Regions from separate parts of the Mus musculus genome. Here region 2 is linked to region 1. Evidence: chromatin contacts called from public HiChIP or PLAC-seq data. All regions are on one chromosome and are shown on one strand. The core of a region is the stretch at or near the end of the contact, and the rest is flanking DNA. Distances in the headings are between cores, read along the strand shown. Region 1 holds the start of Gng10 (guanine nucleotide binding protein (G protein), gamma 10). Region 2 overlaps Susd1 (sushi domain containing 1).

Region 1 (3,754 bases), core at 548-3,047:
TTCTCTTCTGTTGCTTTTTATATCTCAGATGTTTTTCTTTATAAGAATCATTTTTCACTCTGTTATTTGACTGGGTGTCTTAGTTTTGGGTTCTTCAGGAAAACAGACTCTGAGATGAAGGTTTTCAAGCTGGAAGTTCATTGGGGCCAGCCCTCCTAACTAGTACTTATTACCGAATGCTGTAAACAAGGATTGGGCAGAAGGAGAAGCTGACCCTCAGATGACCCCGGAAGGAACTCCAGAGTTGGAATGGTAAATCCGACTGCCTAAATCTGAGGGGGTTGAGGGTGGGGGAAAATCTCACTGAATGGAGACTGGCTGTGGGTATGGGTTTTGGGTTTTTTTTTTTTTTTTTTGGTTGTTTGGTTTTTTTGTTTGTTTGTTTGTTTGTTTGTTTTGGTTTGGTTTTTTTTTTTTGTTTTTTTTGGGAGGGGGGTGTTTTCGAGACAGGGTTTCTCTCTATAGTCCTGGCTGTCCTGGAGCTTACTCTGTAGACCAGGCTGGCCTCAAACTCAGAAATCCGCCTGCCTCTGCCTCCCAAGTGCTGGGATTATAGGCGTGGGCCACCACGCCCGGCTGTGGGTGTGTTTTGTGGGTGACTTTGCCCTGGATGGTTCTTAAGTCCAGAGAAAACTCAGCAGATTGGAAATTGGGTACTTCAACAGCAAATCCTTTTTAAGTAGCAATTGGTTTAAGGGAAGGCTGGTATTCAATACAAGCCAGGGAGAACCCATTTGAGATTCTAATTCCTCTCCCATATGTTTAGACAGGGCTAAAAGAAAGCATGGATTTTTTTCCCCCCACAGCACTACTGAGTCTATCCACCTTGAAGATGAGGCCAACCCTCAGAGTTGAATCAGGAGATGAGAATTTGAGCCTTGAAACTATTCCTAATTTTTAAAAATTATTATTCTTTAATTTTTTTTTTTTACAGTCCAGTTGTTATCCTCTTCTTGGTCTGCTTTCTGACTGTTCCTCATTCCATTTCTCTCCCTACCCCACCCCTACCCCTCCCCTCCATTTCCAAGAGGATGTCCCCACCCCACTACCACTACCCCACCAGATCTCCCCACTCCCTGGGGCCTCAAGGCTCTCAAGGGTTAGGCGCGTCTTCTCCCACTGAGGTCAGACCAGGCAGTGCTCTGCTATACCTGTGTATGCTGTGTGGCTGGCAGGTGGCCCAATGTCTGAGAGAGATCTCGGGGGTCCAGGTCAGTTGAGATTGCTGGTCTTCCGATGAGGTCAGCTTCCTCCAGTCCCTCCCCAATTCAACCGGGACGCCCGTGGTTGGATTGGGGAGGGGCCTTGAAGCTTTTTTAAAGTAATTAAACCAATGCTTTAAAGTCTTTGGGCTTTGAAGTTTAGCAAGCTCATCCATATTGCCTTTATGCACTACCCAGCTTATGCACTACCCAGTGCAGACAGATACGGTGGTGTATAAGATGGCGATATAGTTATTACATAGTAAGTGTAAAAAAAAAACAAAAGGAAACAAGAAAACTAAAAAACCTCAAGTTTTAACGTAATGGTCTCAGTTTTGTAAAACCAATGTGCACACTTAAAAAACTCGGGAGAAGACTGGAAACAATGGCCATAGATAGTGGGTGAGAGGGCTGGTGTAATTTCATTCCATATCAGACCAACGAGCAGGATATCCTTGAAGGTTTGACTAGCTCTTCGGTGAAGTCCTAGTGTCCTTCCCTTCGCAGCGCAGGCGCCACCTAGGTTTGTTCCGAGGCACCGGCGACCGGGGCCGGGCAGCTCGCGACCCCAGCGCGGGGACAGCGGGGCGGGCGCGGCGGCTACCCCGCCCCGGGGCGGCACCCCGCTCGGCGGTCGTTCCTCCCAGCCGAACCAGCCTCGCGCAGCCTTAGCCGCCATGTCTTCCGGGGCCAGCGTGAGCGCCCTGCAGCGCCTGGTGGAGCAGCTGAAGCTGGAGGCTGGCGTGGAGAGGATCAAGGTGAGCGTTCGTCCAGCCGGACCCCAGCGCCAGCCCCACGGGCGACCGAGCGGCCCGCAGGAGACCGCGGCCTGGCGGGAGTGGGAGCTACCGGGCCGGGCGCGCACCGGGGCCTCGGGTGCTCGCGAGCCGCGCGTGGATGCGGGGTGGTTTCAGGCCGAATCCCGGGTGCTTCTGGCGACACAGCCTGTCCCAGGGACCAGGTCCGATGGCTCCGTGGGCGTGTCTACAACAGGCTGGCGACACGCTGGCGACCTGGACTCTGCCCACCCGGCTGCGGGAGGATGATGCTTAGAGATGGGGAGGGAGGCCACCGAATGAACAGATGCGAGCGAGATGGATGCTGGAGAAGGATGCTCTGCCTTCCTCTGCTGCCCCATGGGGGATCCTTGAGAGTTGAGGAAGTGAGTTCCGTTTTGGATCTGTGGATTTTACAGAGGTATCCAGGAGAGATTTCGTTGTGTGGACAGACGGCCACAGAAAAAGGCCGAAAGAGGTCATTAAAATATATGAGCGTGAAATAGACAAAGAGCGGAACTTGTAGCGTGCTGCCAGGGACAGTTCAAAGGAGGAAGGTGAGTTGGATTGTCAGGAGAGGGGTGGGGAGGCTAGAGAGATGGCTCAGCTCACTGACTGCTGTTCTGGACGACTCCGGTTCAATTCCCAGCACACACCCAAGGTTGCTCACAACCGTCTGTAACGTCAGTTTCAGGGGACCCGATGTCTTCCTCTGGCTTCCTCAGGCACCAGGCATGCACAAGGTGTGCACAAACATGCAGGCAAAACACCCGCGAGATAAAATTAAAATGAAGGCCCGCAAACACAGCCAAGGATTTACTCTGTTGGCTGAATGTGTGATTGGCAGCTAGTGTGATTCCAAGTGTGTGGGTAGGTATGGACACACCATCATGCTAGTCAGTTCCCTCTGTTTTAGCCCTCGACCTGGTGCTACTCCAGGGAATAGGGAACTCGGGTGGATACGGTAAACTAATACACAAAATTATTTCAGACAACCAGGGACAAGAGGCGCGCAGTACAGAGATGTGCCAGTAAGGTGTAGGGGAAGCCCGACAGGTTAAAAATAAAAAAGTTTTAAAGAAATAACTTCCTTTTTTTCTTCGAAAATAAAAAGGGTTTTGGGTTGATAGGAAAGATTTTTTTTATTTTGTCAAGGAAAATGGAGGCAAGGTGACTGTAGAAGAAACAAGGGTTTGGGGTGACATCTTCGGGGACAGGAAAAAAGGAGATGTGTATAAAGTGCCTCTGATTACGGATTACAGCTTTTGGCGATGGCTGTCTTGTGAAACAGGAAGCTGTGTTTTCTTGTGGGACAGTGAACCAGGAGTTAGCAAAGGGCGAAGGAAGTGCTTACTGTCCACGGTGGAGCTCACCAGCCTGGGCAGTCACAGCCTTGACACCCAGATAGGAGGCCTGTACCGCTTGTGGTTCCTTTTTCCTCGCTAGTATCTGACCACCAAGGATTTTGAGGGCGAAAAACTAAAGAAGTTTGATCCAGACCGTGGATGAGCAAGAAGTATGCCAGAAAGTAAGGGTGGGGTCAGAGGCCTCGGTCTGGCTGGAAAAGGCTGAATTTTGAACCCAGACTAGAAAGAGAACGATCAAAGCCATACAGGGGGCAGCGACACCTAGTGGTCATTGTGAGTTCAGGGTAAGAGAGATTGAAGCTGTGGTCCCTTACTTTCCAAAGGGAGCAGTTGTTGGCTGGAGCTCCCAGCAGAGAACAAGGCTGTGTGAGGAGAGAAAATGGGGAACTAAAAGTAGAGTTGTTGAAAG
Region 2 (3,743 bases), core at 1,177-3,676, 280 kb after region 1:
ACCAGTTTAAGAGCAATTTTGTTCCAGTGGAAACCCTGTGGGGTCCAGGGCACCTGCAAGCACAGACATGGAACACACCACTTTTAATAGTCAAGGAAAATCCACTGTCTCAAAAAGTGTTACCCCAAGACTTTCTAGAAAAACATGGATTGACCAGCTATGGATAGATACACCTATAATCCCAGCACTTAAGAAGTCGAGGAAGGAGGATCATGATGTCAACCTGGGTTGCACAGTAAGACCCTATCTCAAAATTATGATAAAAGAAAAAAATTATACTTTTCATATTCAGAAGAAGAGGGCCTTGGCATTTTAGGATGTGAAATTATCAAATGGAAAGAGGCTAGTGAAAAAATTGGAATTTACTTGTATATTTTATGTGAAAAGACTTGACTATCAGACATCAAGGAGATGGTCTATTAGCATAGGAAAGAATATGGTAGAACAAAATACAGTGCACAGGAACAAACCCAGCCCCATGAAGCCATCTCAAAAGTTGAAAACTGGAATGAGGGTGTTCACGTCCTATCTCCACATCGTCCCTCTCTAGCAGTGGGACTTCAACCAGTGCATTGGCCATTGTCTGTTTCAGTTCCCACACTGAGGGATGCTCTAAGCACTTGAAAATCCTAACAACAGCACCCGCCTTCCAGGGTTACTGTGAGAAATAACGACTTGCCACATAGTACCAAGTCAGCATGGCAAATGTCAGCTACTGTCACCTTTTGTTACTATCGTTTTGTAACTTTCAAATAACTGAATGAGCTGATAAATGACCTATATCTGGAAAGGAGGAAAAATGGCTGATTAGAATAAAGTGATTTTAATCACTACAGCTGATTCCACTCATCAAAATCAAATTCAGGTAGATTAAAGAGATATGCTGAAATATGAAAGAACTGGAAAATGTTGTTGAATATATTTATATAATCTTAAAGTGGGTGAGAATTTTCTGGTTATATTGATTAAAGTGGGAGCCTTATAGGCAACCACACTTGAAAGTGTGTATTTTATATACACAAAACTACTACAATAGCTAAAAAGCATCATTTGCACAATCAGCGAGGCTTTGGTTTTTAAGAGAAAATGACCCCAGCACTCAGGAGGCAGAGACAGAAAGATTCCTGAGTTCAAGGTCAGTCTGCTCTACAGAGCAAGTCCAGGACAACTATGGTTACACAGAGAAACCTTGTCTCAAAACAAAACAAACAAACAAAAGCAGAGAGAGAGAGAGAGAGAGAGAGAGAGAGAGAGAGAGAGAGAGAGAGAGAGAAACACCGAGGAACAGAGACAGAGACAAGGAGGGAATATAGCGTTGGAGATAAAGGGGTTAAAGAGATTCTGGTACTTTTATGCTCTGAACACTTCTCCAGTTTTGGTTATCAGTATTTTCCTCACCTATTTCCTCCACACTTTAGTCTTTGATGAATGAAAATGCTGAACTGAAGGACCGTGGACTGGAGTCCATGCTGTGTGAGCTGTGGATTTGCTCATCAGGAGTTACTCCTTAGCTAGCTGATGTCGGTTTTGCATTGTTCTCCAGCCCATTCCTAGGCCTATCTACCGCCCTCATATCGCACACTCTGTCCACAGCGGTACTGTTAACTGTTAGCAGAAGTCAAAATACACTGCTTTCTGTCCTACTTCCTTGGCCAATGAGTGAGTCTGTGAGAGGAGAAAAGGGGAGACACCCGGGGCCCCTCATGCTCCACACTGACTCATTAGAGATGCTGTCACTGTTGCTATGCATGAGAGCCAAGCCATCACTTGGGCTGGCCCTGACTTCAAGCTACCTTCAGAATGGTGGCGCCCTCTTTGTACAAAGTCCTTGTTTACTGCTCAGCCCTAGCCTTCTCTTCCAGGTCTCACAAAGGTCGCTGGCAGTTGTTTATCTGGCTTAGTTGGAAATTGTGTGACTCCGCTGAACTTTAAACAGGTGGGAAGATACTGACACTCCTCACACTGCAGCAAGACAGAAGCAAATAGGAGCTGAGGACGCCAACTTTCCCCTGACCCATCCACTAGCAGCACCCACCTCCTCAGTGAGACATGCTATCCCTTGCGCTAGACATTACTATTGAAAGTCAGTGTTAAAAAGTAACCTTTAGGCTGATGAGACGGAGGAGCACAGGCTGCTCTTCTCCACTAGTGGAATTCAGTTCCCAGAACCCCTGCTAACCAGCAGCTCAGGACCACCTGTAATGACAGCTCCAGAGGACCTGACACTCCATTCTGGCCTCTGAAGGCACTGCTCCTATATGGCATACACTCACACAGACACCGTCACATACACAGATATAAAAGAAATAAGAAAGTGCCCTTTATTTTGCATAGCATCCTTGGATTTTGGCTCCCAGCACGGGTTTCCAGTCCTTGGCTACAGGTCTTTCTCGGTTTGCTAATCATACAACCTCAAAGTCTACAGCAGCGCTCATGGGTGTGGCTGTACAGTTTCATCCTCTGCGAATGCCTAATAAAATTTACAAGTGGCCACTCTGAATGATAGGCTTTTTATGGTCTTGCCATTCTCGGGCTCCCCTCCCTTCCAGTCTCATGCTGTGGGGCCTTTTATTTTCCCTCTGAATCATCTGCAGAATATTCTCTTAGAAACTCATGTGCTGTTAGTCATTCTTAGAGAAAGTAAATACACTTGAACTATAGCCCTCCTCTCTGCAGAGACTCTGCTTGGGAGCAAACGCAGCTTCTCTTTAATCTTTTACTGATAGAAAGACCACAGGTGTTGAAGAGGAAGTTAGACCCTGTGACAATCTTGACGACTTCCTCTGGGTGTGGGCATTATGTACACAGGTATGGTCATTTCCTGAAAGCAACTGTTGCCATCCAATGGTAGAAATAAATTAATGCCATGATTCAGTCTGGCTTGGGACACATCCAGAGAGCAGTTGGTACATTCATTTGAACACAGAAGAATAAGTAATGATTTAGTGTGTTCTTTTTTTTTCTGTTATTCTTTTTTTTAAAATATTTATTTATTTTATGTATACGAATACACTGTAGTTGTCTTCAGACACGCCAGACGAAGGCGTCAGATCACATTGCAGATGGTTGTGAGCCACCATGTGGTTGCTGGGATTTGAACTCAGGACCTTCGGAAGAGCAGTCAGTGCTCTTAACCACTGAGCCATCTCTCCAGACCTTTCTGTGTTATTCTTATCTGACTTCTCCACCATGGGCAACACAGAAAAGCGGGGCAAAGGAGGCGATAGATGCAGAGGTAATGTTTGATAAATGCTGAATTCATTTTATTGTAATCTCACACACTGCTCAGCTACAAGCCCACCCATTAGCTCAGTCCTGTGGTTCCCGGTTTAGGCACACTGTGACGGGTTCTCTGCTCAGCACCATCACCGTGTGTTAGTGGCTCACCCTCCCATCTGAAGGCTCTGGGGAAGAAGGCTTCAGAGTTTGTCCCCACTGTCAGCTTAATTCAGTCCCTTGAAGTCGCAGAACTTGGTCCACATTTCCTTATGGTCTATCAGCGAGGTCTGTCTCTGAGCTCCTGCCGACCACCTGCATTCCTTGCTATGTGGCTTTTCAAAGCTAGCAGAATATTTCCAGTGTCAAATATGGCCCACCCCTAGGATCTTCAAGACTTAAGTTCTGACCTGTAGACCCAAGTTTAAGGGTTTGTGTGACAGGTCAGGCTTATTGGAAGAATCTCCTTGCTGAAGGCTGCATCCTCAGAGTGCATTCTCCACAGCGTCACTTAGAACAGTCTTTGA

What was found. HiChIP or PLAC-seq counts read pairs in DNA pulled down with a chosen protein or histone mark.
Region 2: an H3K27ac HiChIP or PLAC-seq map of extraembryonic endoderm stem cells shows a contact between it and region 1, with 4 times the contacts expected there. The contact joins the enhancer-like site here to the promoter of Gng10 in region 1. A contact is called at or near these places in 2 of 39 promoter capture datasets (the C10 cell line and frontonasal cranial neural crest), 1 of 15 datasets of contacts at CTCF or cohesin (the NIH/3T3 cell line), 1 of 484 Hi-C or Micro-C datasets (the G1E-ER4 cell line), 5 of 115 datasets of contacts at active chromatin or transcription factors (embryonic basal ganglia, extraembryonic endoderm stem cells, fetal liver and 2 more) and 1 of 9 other capture datasets (adipose tissue).

The regions. Positions count from the first base shown.
Region 1 is chr4:59,033,359-59,037,112 of GRCm38.p6, forward strand. Gng10 (guanine nucleotide binding protein (G protein), gamma 10) reads left to right here and starts at 1,798. Exons shown (of 3, transcript NM_025277.3): 1 at 1,798-1,960. The coding sequence starts at 1,880.
Region 2 is chr4:59,317,030-59,320,772 of GRCm38.p6, forward strand. All of the region lies in intron 15 of Susd1 (sushi domain containing 1), which reads right to left. Among named protein-coding and RNA genes, the nearest start is that of Gm35578, 37 kb to the left of the region's middle. Within about 2 kb of position 2,427, at least 100 of the 459 cell types and tissues checked have an H3K27ac peak or open chromatin away from gene starts, as enhancers often do. A contact at or near this core is called in the NIH/3T3 cell line, extraembryonic endoderm stem cells and pancreatic cancer cells, where this site is marked.